Regions from separate parts of the Mus musculus genome. Here region 1 is linked to region 2. A link is a contact called in public promoter capture Hi-C data. All regions are on one chromosome and are shown on one strand. Each heading gives the region's core, a stretch centred on a gene start, on an enhancer-like site or on the middle of the called end of the contact. The rest is flanking DNA. Distances are from core to core; before and after follow the strand shown. Region 1 holds the start of 4930579P08Rik (RIKEN cDNA 4930579P08 gene). Region 2 holds the start of Lgr5 (leucine rich repeat containing G protein coupled receptor 5).

Region 1 (7,473 bases), core at 3,752-6,251, 1.1 Mb after region 2:
TAGAAACATACATCCTTCCACTCTGGAATGGTTTCTTTGGTTCTGAATTCTTGTAGTCTATATCAGAATAAGTCATTTTTAAAGAGTTAATTGGAAAAAGAAACAGAATTAGTTGAATGACATAGGATAACGTTGTCTAAGGACAAGCTTGAGGATTGTCTAAATTGTCTACAGTTATGATGACTAATTTAATCATTGTTTGTTGGGAGCTATTAAGACAACTCTATTGTCTTGATCTCCGAATTGGGCCCCCCCCCCCAAGAAGAAAAGGGGGTCAAAAGCGGGCCACCGACGCACCATTCTGAGAACAACCACAGAATGTTCCAGCCCTAAGTCAGCGCCAGATGTCCTGACCACACCCTGATACCACCAAGTTCCTGCTTCCCCGTGTAGTTGCCAAAAGAAAAATTTCTGCTGCCCCATCCCTCTTGCTGAGAAGTACTTCCTCCTTTGCTTGTGCATTTAAACCTTGAGCCTTGCTGAATACAGTGAGACCTTGATGCTAATCAGACTGCTTCCATGTGTCGTTCATTGCACTTGGTTCTCGTCTCTCCCTCCCCCTATTTGGTTCTTAGGAGAAAGTCCCCTCGAGACCCTCAAATAACTGGACCTGCTGGACGGGTCAATTGTTGCTACGGATAATCAAATCATACTTCCTTAAACAACTTTTTATGAAACTCAGATCAGTGACTCCAACATTCTCACATAACATAATGCAAGGATCTTCAAACTTGATTCTTATGTGCTAGGAGTGATAGCAGAACAATATTTTAAAAGCTTTCTCTTTATGTAATTAGGCCATTATGTTTCTATAAGAGCAGGAATGGTGCTTGTCCAGCAAAAACACTGCAACCCATAACACACATAATACATGATTGTTTCAGGCTGCATTCAGTGCTGTGACATTCTGCATAGTGCAAGGTGCACAACACACACTGTATGTCCAGAACTAAGGCTGCAGCGAGGTCACATGATACCACACGGGCAAGGGCTGCAAAATCCTATCTTCATGGCGTGACTCAGTCATTACAATTATGATCTCATAGCAGCTATGGTTGCTTGCACAAGATGGGGCCTGTCAAGCAGCCAATATGAACATGGAGGGGCTCATGAGACTTCACCCCTCCCTGTTGAACTATTTATGACTGATAGACTCTAGGGCTGGGAAGTCCTTGTCTTCAGCTATGGACCAAATCTTGCTCCCATTGAGCACTATTGTCTAGCTCCAAACCGGTGGCCATAGGCAGGGTCCTAGTTAAAATCAGTGGGTCATTTAAAAAAAGCAAAAAGATGTGGGTATAGAAAGGGGACCTGTGGGGAGGATGGGGGTAATGGCAGGGGTGAGCAGGAAATGAGGAAAGGGAGGAGGTGAGAGTGAATGGAATGCCCTGTATATGTGTATGAAAATCAATTAAATTTAATCAATCAAAAAATAGAGGTTTTTTTGTTGTTGTTGTTGTTTTGTTTGGTTTGGTTTTTTGGTTTTTCGAGACGGAGTTTCTCTATAGCCCTGGCTGTCCTGGAACTCACTTTGTATACCAGGCTGGCCTCGAACTCAGAAATCCACCTGCCTTTGCCTCCCGAGTGCTGAGATTAAAGGCGTGCACCACCATGCCCAGCTGAGTTTTTTTTTTCCCCTAAGGTTTTATCACCCTCTTCATAGAATCATCATCTTTCCTATTTCCATTGCATATGTTAAGAACAGCACTAGATAACGTTAGAGACATTTAATCAACCATCCAACATAATTTAGAAAGCTCATGACTTCTCTTTCACCTGACTAAATGTGAGGAAGACGTGGATTTTTTTCATCTGAGATCCACTGACCTTCCTGATCTTGGCTTTAGGGGAGTTTTTGGCCATTACTTACTTGAGCACCTTTCCTCTGCCATGCTGTTCCCCCTCCCTTGCCCCGCCCTGCCCTGCCCCCACCCCGCCCTGCCTGCGGAAGTCTACTGTACCAAGGTTAAATCTGTCACATTAGGTCACATTACATCCAGATAGCTAGGGCTCCCTGTTGCTCAAGTTATGCAACTTCTGCTTTTCCCATCTCGAGTTCTCAAACATTTTCCTATGTTCTATTCATTCAATTATTGATTATATCCAGTAAGTATTTAAAATTGTTTCAGTTCTATTTTTAATGGCACACTGTGATACATGTATCAATGGGGTATAGTATAGTGTTTTAATACATAAGTAGGTACTGATCAGGACTGGATAACTGGCAGAACCATCACCTCAAATATTAATTTACCTTTTTGCTGGGAATATGCTATTATTTTGAAATATTCAGTGAATTGCTGTCACTATGGCTATCCCATAGAACTTACAATGTGCTATCGTGCTATAGAACATTGGATGCTGCCTCTACTCAGGGTCACCCCTGTACCAGTTAGGAATCCTCTGTGTCCTGTCCAGTGTCATCCAACCTGCCCAGGCTTTGTTAACCACTATCCTAGCCTTTGCTCCTTTGAGATCAGCTTTTCAGCATCCATGTTTAAATGAAAGCATTTGTCTTTCTATTACTGACTTAGTTCACTGGGTGACCTTTGGTTCCATGTTGCTGCCCACAGCAGCTTTTTCACTTTTTCATGATTGAGTAATATTCCATTGTGTATATGACGTTCTTCACTTTGTCCATTTCCTGGTGGACATTTAGCTTGATTCCATGTCCTGGGTATTGTGAATATTGCCACAGTAAACATGGCAGCGATTTCTCATTCACTTGTTAGTCTCAGTTCCTTTAGATGTGCTGTGGGTAGTGGGACCTGCTGTGTCACACAATGTAATGGTGGTATTTATTAATTTTTACTAACAGTGTGTGTATGGGACTCGCCTTTCTCATCCACCAATGTTCATTCTTTTCTGTCTCTTTGGGGGAGGGAGGTAACCTTTCCAACTAAGGTGACATTTCATTGTGGTTTTGATTTGCTTGTGATTAGTGAGGCTGGGTACGTTTTCATGTAAGTGGTCATTTGTATTTTGTTTTTAAAATTGTCTATCTCATTTTCATATTTTTAATTAACAGGGTTTATTTTTTCCACTTTTTCAGTTGTAAGGTTCCCCTTCTTCCTCTTCCTCCTTTTCACTTCTCTCAAACTTTCTGCTGTGTTTGTTTTCTCGTTAGCTCGTAATTCCCTGCTAAAGCAATTTCCTGGTGGCTGCTTTAAATTCCTGTCAGATGGTCCCTGTCCATCCCATCTCTTGTTGACTTTTGCTAAGAGCCTTTTCTATCTTCTCGGTTCTGGGTCTAAGTGACGTCCGTCATATGTGACATGCAGGGTGCAAGCTGTAAGCTTTAGCTTCCTCCCGCATCTCCTGTGCAGGACGTCATCCTGTTTAGCTTGCATTTGCTAAACGTGGACATCCAGTCCATCACACACTAAAAAGGTCTGTCCTGGCATGATTTCATTTTCCATACAAAGTTGCCCTCTCAGAAGCGCCGCGTTACTTAGCTAATGCTGTTGCCCGCTTCAAGCTCAGGTGCCAGGTGTTGGTTTACGCTCCCTGAATTTTGCCTTGTCATCTTTCAAGATCCACAGACATTTTCTATTTCTTCTGTTCCTCCTCTGCCACCAAGGGCTTCCAGTGAGTCAGTTTACCCTCCCCCATCCAGCTCAGCTAGACTTTTCAGTTAGAATTCCGACACCTTCCTGCTTTCGGAAAAACAAAGGCTCCCAGGGGCCTTGTGGCTCTCTCTCTCCAAGCGCGCACTTCATGAACTGTTTGGGACTGTGGGATTGCAGCTCAGTTTCTCTCTCCATTTTTCCACAGTCCTTGTTGCGTCTCCTTGTGAAGCCTGACTTGCTGGGGTTTGGGAGTGGGGCGCCGGGGGAGAAGAGGATGCCAACACTCACTTGAACAAGGGCTGCTCTCAGTCAGCTCGTTCAGATTACACCTCCAGTGAAAGATACTGAAAGTACTGGGCATTCTCCTGCCGTGAGCTTTGCGGAAATGATAGGCTGGCAACCCAAGAGAATAAGTTCAAGGCTAGCTTCACACGGGGACTGTAGGCTGCAGAAAAGTGCCGGCAGCTTAGGAATGAAGGCTGAGGGCAAGAAGGGCCAAAAACTCCAAGCGCACAAACTCCGCACACCCCAAAAGATCTGAGAGAGTATTAGAAAGACAAACGCGCCCCTTCTAGCTAACAGATGAGAACACACAGCCAGCCGGACCCGTTGGGAGGGAAAAGCGACCTGTGGCTGCTGTAGGTGGGAGAAGAAAAATCAGGAAACAACTTCAGCTTGAAAGAAGAGATGTTAGACACAAAGTAGTAAGACTAGCAGACGGTTCAGCGGCCAATCACACTGCTGCTTCCTTCAGTTTAAGGGGAAAAGGAAGTTACCCAAAGATGTTGTTTGCCCAGAATAAGAATTATAAGAGTATTGTATATTTATTTATTTTAGTTATTTTCAAACTGAACAAAGCGATACTTTCATCATCAGAAAGAGATGTTGTAATTGTGTTCTCTGTAAGAAATGTCTAGATTCTCTCTTTTTCTTTTTTTGACTTAAGCCCGGTGATGCACGTTTCTGTTTGTAGTTCATAAAGATCCTTTCTGTCTTTCACACTGACTAGTGGAGCCCTCAGAATGAACCCGTGGCCTCCATAGGGAAAGGGAAGCCTTTTCCACGGGAGGTTGGTGCTACAGGAGACCCCCTCCCATCTAATTGGCCTTGAAGGTAGTGTGTTGTTCAAGGTGAGCCTGCGCCTTACTCCTGTGGGAACCTGCTTTAGCTGGGCTTCCCTCTTCAGGCTGTCCCTTACCCTGCGGGTGGCCTAATAAATACAACTCCTTCATGGAACCTGACCCACCACCTCATACCTGTTTTCAGGCTGGCTCTGTGACAGAAACTGGAGAGGGAGGAGGAACGGGAAGGAATTGCCAGAGCAGGACTTGAAGAGTTAGGTAGACCAAGCTAGGAGGCGGGGGTGGGGGGTGGGGATAGGGGGGTGCGGGGGGGGGGGGGGTGGTGGGATGAGGCGGTTGGCTCCGCGCCTGCGCTGTAGAGGTCCAGGTCTGTGTACACAGGATGTCTGCAGCCTGGTCCAACAGCTGTCTATATCTCAGACCCAGTTGTGCCTTCTGCTCCTTGTTTTGCCTTCTCTTTGCTTGTAATGGCGAGCTCCCACACACACTGTGAAGGACTCTTTAGACCAGATTGTCTGTCTTTCTGCTCAGCAGCTCCAGCTGCCCGAAGGTGGGATGAACCTGTCTGCTCTGGAGCCAAAACTAGACCATCCCTCTCCCAAAATTTGCATCCTAAGGAGAAGCCTCGCAGCTTGGTCTCAAATAGAGTATAATTCTATGTATTCTTAGAAAGGGGGACACCCCACCCCACTCCCACCCCAAGCCAGGCCTGATAGTCTTGATTGTACGTTTTTTTTTTCCTTTAATTTTTTTTTTAATGAGTGCTTTAACTGAATGTAGACCTGCATATCAGAAGAGCAGAAGAGGGCATCAGATCCCATTACAGATGGTTGTGAGCCACCACTTGGTTGCTGGGAATTGAACTAAGAACCTCTGGAAGAGCAGACAGTGATCTTAACCGCTGAGCCAGCTCTCCATCAGATGTGGGGACTTGTAATCTTAGCTACTTGGAAGGCTGAGGCAGGGGGATTGAAAGTGCCAGATCTGCCTGGGCTACAGAGTGAGTTTCGGGGTCAGCCTAGGTGACCTAGCAACATTGTCTCAAAATAAGCCCAAAAATCTGTAAAATCAAAAGGTGAAAAGAATAGGAATATCTCTCTGTGGTAGAGAGCTTGGCTCACACATCTAAGTCCCTGGATTCCATGGTTCCATTCGAGAGAGAGAGAGAGAGAGAGAGAAGGGGGGGGCAAGGTAGGGGGGAACTTCTCTGGAGGAGTGTGTGAATTAGAATTTAATAAACAGATGGCTTTCTGGATCTATGAAAGACAGAGATTACAATACCTACACAAAAGGCTTTTCGGGTGTGAAGTGCCACAGTGCACATAACTAGCCCAGTGCTACAGAGAGAGTGGGGGGGAGACACGAATGTATCACGTGAGAAACTCCTGTGAACACAGCTAAAGAAAATTCGTTCCCTTAGTGTCCTCTCTCCATTTAACAGCTTTTTCAGTCTCCCGTCCACGTGCCCTTCCCCCTCCCTGTTTCATCTCATTCTGCCTCTGTCTCCAAGCAATCGGGAGATGACAAGTGTTTGTGGAAAGATCCACACCCTGATTGGAACAGCTGCCTTCTCAAGTGGGCCTGACTCAAAGGTGCCCACAGGACAGTGAAAGAAAGGCACAGCAAAGGTTCCCCTCTGCCCAGTGGTGGAGCTCAAGACCAGCGAAACCAAGAAAAATCTTCCCAACTTCTTAGTCAAGTCGTGCTTGTTGAGTTGGGGTTCAGAAAAAGCTCATCACTGTAAATACACGGCCGTAGGAACTCATCAAAAACACTGCATGAATCTGAGTCTTTGTTCCCATTGGTACATCAGAAAAGCTATATGCCAGACTCAGAGAGAGAGACAGAGAGACAGAGACAGAGAGACAGAGAGAGACAGACCGATAGAGAGGAAGACACACACACTCAAATAGTAAGTGTGTATTGTGGTTGTGATTGTGTGTGTGTGTAAGGAGTGGAGGTTATCAGAGGGAAACTCAATATTAGTATCTACACTGCAAATTGCTGTATTGTAAGACAGACTCCATAAACTTGAGATATCAATTGAAGAGCACACCCATCATTTTATTGTTTCTGTCAATCAATTTTAGTACCCAGAAGAGGTCCTGAGACGCCATTGAAGTCACTGTTCCTAACACAGCAGCAAAGGAGAACAAACTTTACCCGCCACCTCTCTCTGCTGGCGTGTAGGACCCAGATATCAGAAGCACAAAGTCTAACTAAAGCAGGTGACTTCTCTCTGCTTATCCCACAGTTGCCACCGGCATGAGATGTATCTTTCTATATAATGGCCAGCTAGCTGCTCATTGATATAACGCCACCAGACTGGCAACCCAAGTGCCTTTCCCAGGGGTCACCTGCTTTGTGTTGTCTTGTCACCGTCACCATAAGGGTGGAGCAGTGACTGGGATAGTGACAGTAAAGCCACAGGAACAGGGCTGCTAGAGGGGAAAGGTGTTTGCCAGCAAGTGTGGGCAGAGACATCTGGCTCCTTCAAGGTAGCAGCTGTCCTGGGGCTTGAATGCCACTGGGACTGGGAGAGGGACTGGGAGAGGGACTGGGAGAGGGACTGGGACATTGCTGGATGTCCCATCCACAGCAGACACACGAGGGGAGTTTGGGCATTGCTTCTGGCTACATGGCTTAAGGGTCTTGTTCTGCTTTCTCACAAATTCTGAGTGAGGTAATGCCTCTAAAATTACTATTTTTCCACTTAAAACTCCAGTCCCTTTCCCTTGTCTCTCTGGGATCTCTCCTGCAATCATTAACAAGAACTCAGTGGGTAATAGGGCCAGGCATTGATTGCCTCGGACACTGATAGG
Region 2 (7,276 bases), core at 2,741-5,240:
GCCTGCCTGGGTTCCACACTAACTAGACGATGAAAACATAAACTAGCGTGCAGAAGTCTACTTCTATGACCCTGTTTGAAAACTGCCACATTGGATGGACTAAAAGAACTCAGCCTAAGATTAGCTGCCCGACCCACTTTGCCTCTGACCGCTCACACAGTGGTTGTCTACTTTCTGTTTGAACTTCTGTGTGTGCCTTATTTTCTGCAGAGTGAGCCTTACAACCTAAGCAATGGGAGTGGACGAGGGAGGTAGAGAAGAAGGAGGAGAGGAAGATCTAAAGGAGAAATTTCCAGTTTTCAATGATGTTCAGTGGTCCAGCTATAGGTTACTGGGGAAGAATGCAGGCTTAACGTGACTGTAGAGGCTGCCTTTGGATTTACGTTCTCTGGGAATAGAGGTTATAAAATGATGCACAATGTCCACGCCTTTTATGAAGAGGGATAGGAAACCTTTACCTATGATGATTATTAGTCAGTTATCAGATTGTGGCTAGTCTATCTGGCAAGTGTTTACAGCTGGAACTTGGTATACAATCTGTTTGTAAAACACAGCACAACAAAACATTTATCCTTTTACTTTAGAGGTCTTGGGAGATACCATTTAGACTAAATGAATGGTGATACCCTACTGCAAACAGTCTAAGACAGCTTTCTAGGCCATTCACCTATGGATCACGACACACTCAATTACTGCTTTGCGCCAGGGTGGTGAGATCATAATTTTAATGCTCCATTAAAAAGTTTCAAAAAACGTAGTTCTTAAAACAAGAAATCACATGGTTATTTACTTGAATGTGAGTAAATAAAAAATCCCCATGTACAGTGGTTCGCAACAGGTGGGCCGCAGCCCCACCGGCAAACCTCTGTCTCCGAAAGAATGTACACTACGATTCATAACAGTGGCAAAATTGCAGTTATGAAGTAGCAACAAAAATAATTTTGTGGTTGGGGGTCGCTACAGCACGAGAAACCATATTAAAGGGTCTCAGCCTTAGGAAGGTGGAGAAGCGCTCGGTTAGGAATTGACATCCGACGCAGAAATGTTCAGGTAATACTAGGGGGAACCAAAAGAGGGCGTCACTTACTCCTAAGTCTGCGGAGAAGCCCCTCGAGGTGTCAAACACAAATCTTCAACCCAGGGTGAAGGACATACCGCCACTGCTCCTGGAATTTTGTGCCGAGGAGGAGGAGGAGGAGGAGGAGGAGGAGGAGGAGGAGGAGGAGGAGGAGGAGGAGGAGGAGGAGGAGGATCAGGAAATCACGTTAAGAAGGACAGGCAGGTTCTTCACAGGACAGTTTCCTATATCCAGTCCTCACCTCTCCAGAAACGTGAGCCCTGAGAGGAGCCTACCAGTGTAGACACTCTGAGTTTAATGTTACGGAAGGCACAGAGAGCCCCTTTCCTTAGACACGGGGTGCAGAGTGTCATCAAGTAGCATCCTTCCTAATTGAATTCTAACTTTCAGAGATTGTCTATAGTGAGGGACAGAAAGCAGTGGCAGTAGGTGGCAGTAACTTCTGAGACAGAGAAGGCAGGATGCAATTAGATACATCTGATGTATATGGGAAATCGCGTTTAAAAAAAAAGAATTTTAGGCTTTTGGTAACATAAGCCCAACAAATGTTCATTCCTTCACGTGGGAGGAAAAAAAAAGTAAGCCGGACACTTCGTCAACGTGTTTGCATATTTTGTAATATGTTATATGATATGTTTGCAATGTGTGTGAGGGGGGCTGCTCACTGCACTTGTCTATAGTCAAATTTCCGCAGCGTTGGGGGTGGGGGTGGGGGATAGCGTAGTCCCTAAAAGAGAAATCACCAAGCTGATCTCAGAAACAAACTGGAGAACACATTATCCCTCGAATTACTGAAGTTAGCGGTTAAACTAGGGAGGCTGGGGGGAAGGGAAGCGTATTAAAGTCTGTGGTAAGACAGCTGTTCCGAAGGAAATGTAAATTCGGAGAGAACGCTTGTTTCCCAGAGCAGAATTCCATCCCTAAAAAAATTATCACCGCATGTAATGATTTCAACTGAAGGGAAACCCGGTGGGGAAAAATTATGTTCTATCCAGTCAAATAAGAGTGACCTGAATAGTTTCACGGAACACGGAGGTGCCCAACACGGAAACCTAGGAGGCTGGTCTCTTTCTTAAGTCACAATATCAAAACAGGTCGAACGATATTTTCTGTTGCTCATTGTCTCCAGAAGAAAAACAAAACAAAACAACCACTCACTGCCTAGCAGGGGAACATTGTGTAAGCCTGGTGTTTCTTCCCGCAAAACTCCTAACCAGAGGGGGGGAAAACCGAACTCACAACCATTTCAGTCAACTCCTGCCAAGGTAACATCAGAGAAAGCCGAAACTGGGAACACAGGGTTTGGAATGGGCTCGGCGAAATGTCTTGATTTTAAAAAAAATAAAGACCACAAATTTATTTCACCTCATAGTTAGGAGATCGGGTTACCTCAAGGTGGCCTGACCCTGGTCTCTGGGCCCCAAGGAACCGAGCTTCAGATTTGAAGGAGAGTCGGGAGGAGTACTTATCTCGGTCCCACAGAGATGAGTCGCTTCTGAGTCACCTCATCTAACCCACCACCTGTCACCCTCCCGCCTGGGCTTCTCAGAGACCACATTATTAAGGAACCGCAGCTTTGGTTCCACGGTCGGGGATTTGGACGCCATAGCAGGAGCAGAAAAGCTAGGACAATTCCCAGGGGCCGATAGAAAGCTCCAGGTCCCCCTTTGGATGTCAGCGGCGCCCCTGTTTACCCGCCCGGCTGCCTTCAGCCCACTTCCCTTAGCTGCGGCGGGGGAGGAGATGGTTAAAGATTACAATGTGGCCGGCGGCACTTCAAAGGGCGGTTCGGCCAGCCAAAGGTAAAGATAACGTTCTGGCAGCTCTAATCGGGGGTTTGTGGTTGCCACATTTTAATCACTTTGTTTAAAAAAAAAAAGGAAGAAAAAAAGAAAAGAGATTTCACCACACTCCAGTGTGTGGGGGGGGCGGTGTGTGCAGAGCAGCACCCCCCCGGGGGGGGGGTTGAAGAAGTTGTGTTTCTCTTGCAGGGAAAGTTTTTCAGCCCAGACGCAGAGGTCGCGCCTGTGAGCAATAGGACAGCCTGCCCTTGGGTCCCAGGTCCCTGAGCACAAACCCCCACTCAGCACACAAATGCGCACATTCGGAGGGACTGGTCCTGCGTCCTGCCAGGCGCGGCACTGCAAAGCAGCCTGCGCACCGGCTCTCTGCCCCAGTGCGCTTTAAGCTCCTTCTCCCAGGGTACAGAAAGCTAGGCTCTGCTCTGTCAGAGAGAGAGACACGTGCCTTTCTCTGGAGGCACAACAGGTCTGGTCAGAATGCCCTTGGCAAACTCGCCTGCCCCCTCCGGAGCAGGCGTGTGCCTGTGGGGAGCCCCAGCCGAGGTTTCCCACCTATACCCCATCCCTTTTGAGCTCGGTGCCCGCAGCGAGGCGGGGGGGGGGGTCACTTACAGGTAGGAGGTGAAGACGCTGAGGTTGGAGGGCAGCTCCGAGAGCCCCAGGTCCGAGCAGTCCACCCTGAGCAGCATCCTGCCATCCAGCTCACAGTGACAGTGTGATGGGCAGCCCCGCGGTATCGCATCTGGTCCCGGTGAGCTGCCGGCGGCCACCAACTGCAGCAGCGCCAGCAAGGACAGGAGCATGTGGACGCAGGAGGTGTCCATGGTGCCCGAGACTGGGAGCAGAGAGCAGGGAGCCTGTAGAGGGCAGCGCCGGGGCTGATGCAGAACCGAGGCGCTCCGGGCTCTTCTCCACCGGCTTCTGCAGCTCACCAGACGTCTGCAACCCCAATGGGCGTCTGCCGGGTCGTAGCCCCGTGGGGACCGCGCAGAGAATCGTGGTCCCACCGGCCTCGGGAGCCCTCTCTCTGAAGTCGCCGCAGTGGCTGTGAGCGTTGTTGCTGCTGCAGGCGGTCTGAGCTGTGTGCAGCAGCATCTCCGCTCGCACGCTCCTTTTTTAAAGCGCTCCAGCCAAATTGCGCGCCCAGTGACGTCAGCGCAGCCCTGCTTTCCAGGCACCCCGAGCCCGGCCTCGCTTTCCCTCCTCCCTCCCACCATCCCTGGACCCGGCTGCGCGGGCGGCTGGCAGCCTGAGGTCTTGGGGAGTGCTGGGCGCTTCCAATGGGTGGGTACCTGCACCCAGCGTCCCGGGCCCGGCAGGGGTCCCCCACCTGCACCCATCCTCTACAGTTCCTGGGTACCCGCGACTGAGATGTGAAAGCTAAAGGGGACTTGCTTCAAAACAACCTAAGGGGACACTTAGGGACTGAAAGATAACACAGGCTTTCTCTGGTCCATGTCAGATAACCTAGGGGGATGCATGCAGTGCTTGTTAAAAGGACCAAAATCTGATCCGAAAGATTGGCATCACAGAAGGAGAGCAGGAGTCCCCCGGGAAGATGGGTGGCCTTTTTGATCCTTCCATCAGGGCGCTGTCTGGCTCCCTCTTGCTCAACTATCAAAGCCTCAAAGAAATCGCTAAACAAATAAAACTAGTAAGCTGGTACTCCAGGGTCCTCCCAATTCACCCTGGACCAGGGAAGCAAACTGGCTTTAAAAAGGCAGCGGCCTCGGGGTGGGGGTGATATTCTCACGCTGTTCACTTGTGGAGGGATCTTAAAACCAAGAGCCACCCCACTCAGGTGAGTCTCCTAGGCCTCCTTTCAGACACCTTGGAAGAACACTAATGAAAGAAGGAAGTTCTTACACACCAACAGGGAATTCTGCTGGGAAAAAGGATGAGAAGAAAGAAGAACCTGAAGATTTGGTTCTCCCTCCCCCCCTCCATTCTTCTCTCCCTCCCTCTCACTCTCCCTCCCTCCCACCCTCCCTCCCTCCTCTTCCCTTTTTCCCTCCCCCCCTTTTGGAACTAGACCTCAGTGAAGTAAAAGTCGACCACACCTGAGCGAACAGCTGTGGATTTCAGGCCAAGCCTACTTTGCCAACTTTCCCCTCTGGACCACAGGAAGTCCGGTAGCCCTTTGGCATTCAAGTCCACCTAGATTTGATTCTTAGTCTGTCCAGTGGAATTTATCTGAGAAACTGAATTTTAAAAGCAGGAAGACTTTCCTTTATGTGACATATTTATCACCTTTTAGTCCTAGGAGTGGTTCCTAAACTTGCCTCTTCACCTGCCTGATATAGCCATATACGGATACATGCATATTTATGAACTTATATTATTTCATTTGAACCTATAGTCCGAGTATGGATTTTTGTTGGGTGAGGCCTGTTTTCAGTAAGTTTGTGTTTCTCCTTGATAAGGTTTGGGGGACGGACACACACACATGCACACACACACACACACACACACACACACACTTGCAGAGCGCAGTCATGGTCTTTCTCATCTTATTCATTTATTAAGGGAAGAAATCACAGCCTAGGATCTGGGAAGAGTAGTTCCATGGAGAACCATGCCATGAGTTAGACTTGGTTTCTGGGAAGCCAATGCATTCCCCTCACTGTGTTCTTTCCCTTACCTCCTCTCTCATTCACAATACACCCACTGCGCCTGTCCTCTGCCCACTCTCACTGGTTTTTGTCTTTTTCAGCCATTCCATCCACACTTAGACAATGCTGACTCATTACCTATTTTCCTTCCATTTAAAAAAATGGAACTGGAGACTCTCACTCTTTCTGTGGATTGCATGGGTACCTGTAGGGATACAATCGGAGATGTCTGCAGTGTCCTAGACCTTAGTTACCTTTCTTTACTCAAGGATCATTTATCTCAAGTGTTTAATCAACTTTAGCTTGATCCCTTTGAGGGAAGGGTCTAGGCATGCAGAAATGGTTGTGCCCACAATCTGTTTAAAAGCACCAAACAACGCCCTTTGATGTCAGTGTTACCCAAAGGAGCATAGCGTTGCCGTGGAGTGGGTCGGGTAGAACTGCATGTGAATCTAGATTCTTCCAGCTTCATGGTGCTTGATCGCAGACCCCAAATGAGCCAAGTCTCAGTAACCATTCCGGTAAAGTGGTGGAGGTGTTATTTATCTTGGTTGTTCTAGATGTTACAGTGTCTGGAACTTGGCCCATGCCAAATTTACAAGCCATCAGTGATTTTCCTCTTCTTTCTTTTTTTTTTTTGGGGGGGGGGGCAGTGTTGAAGCTTGTTAACACACGAAGTTGGGGCAGAAAAGTTTCTGATTTGATAAAACAGGAAGACAGATATGTCAAATAAAGATGGGGGCATCAATTACATCGTCCTTCTATTTTTCTTTTCCCCTTCTTCCCCCTCCCTTCCTCTCTCCATTTTGCATATTCAACATTTACCTCCCATTGGTAAGAATACTCCATAATTCTCCTTTTGGAGCTGCCTCCCAGACTTTGAATTGGTCAGCCTTATAGCTGACCCCAGGAGAGTGGCCTGGGTCTGATTGGAGGATTGTTGTGGATCCTGGAGTCAGAGGACCCTCACTCTGACTCCATAAGCTCTAAGACTAACATTCTGAGTTCAGAGAAGGTTCAGCTTCTGCCTTATAGAGAAATCTCACCGGCAATAAATGGATTCTTAGAAGTAAATTTTTAAGGTCGCCTGAATCTAAATCCTTCTGCTCCCATCCCCAAGTGCATGAACACATAGTTTTGCTAGTTGCTTGACTCAGTGAGTAAGAATCCCCCCATGGCCAATTTACAACCCAGCTCAGTAGAAACCTTGAAAGCATAGGACTTCAGAGGGCCTGATGGTTCTTAAAGCTCTTGACAACCCTGTGAAAGAGTTCACAAAGGGAATTCTACAGCTGGTGGGAAGTTTATTTCTTGAGTAGAGATGTATGTGGATGACTTAAGTTTCACCAAAAGACGAAACACAGCAAAATCAAATGTCTCACACCCAAAAGGAAAGTTTCAATAAGACTTTCGAGAATGATCTCTGCTTTCTTGAAAATAGCATCTAATTTATAAACGTTTCAAATTGACTGGTAATGAGCAATAGCATTGACTGGGCCTTTAGAGTGACACATACACAGTCACATACGAGGTTGTAGGATTCAGGGATGATGTCATTTTCACCTGACATTTAAGGATGGGAAATGTCAGTTTTTATGTTGGGTTTTGGACCCGAGTCTTTGTCCTATCCCAAGAATTGTGCCCTTTTCCTGGTAACTTTAGAACCTGGATAGAACCTTATGTTTATTATAAATATAAATTTATATATATATATAACTATATATTTTCATACACACCAATATCCTCATATATTCTAATATATTCTGATATATGAATATTCACAT

The links. Promoter capture Hi-C pulls out the DNA fragments that hold promoters and counts their contacts.
Region 1: a promoter capture Hi-C map of liver shows a contact between it and region 2, with 4 times the contacts expected there. The contact joins the promoter of 4930579P08Rik here to the promoter of Lgr5 in region 2. A contact is called at or near these places in 2 of 39 promoter capture datasets (hippocampal neurons and liver).

Annotation. Positions count from the first base shown.
Region 1 is chr10:116,724,252-116,731,724 of GRCm38.p6, forward strand. It overlaps 4930579P08Rik (RIKEN cDNA 4930579P08 gene), which reads left to right and starts at 5,002. Exons shown (of 3, transcript NR_131036.1): 1 at 5,002-5,201; 2 at 6,742-6,879. It overlaps 1700030O20Rik (RIKEN cDNA 1700030O20 gene), which reads right to left and starts at 4,926. Exons shown (of 3, transcript NR_045345.1): 1 at 4,826-4,926.
Region 2 is chr10:115,583,790-115,591,065 of GRCm38.p6, forward strand. Lgr5 (leucine rich repeat containing G protein coupled receptor 5) reads right to left here and starts at 3,991. Exons shown (of 18, transcript NM_010195.2): 1 at 3,493-3,991. The coding sequence starts at 3,704.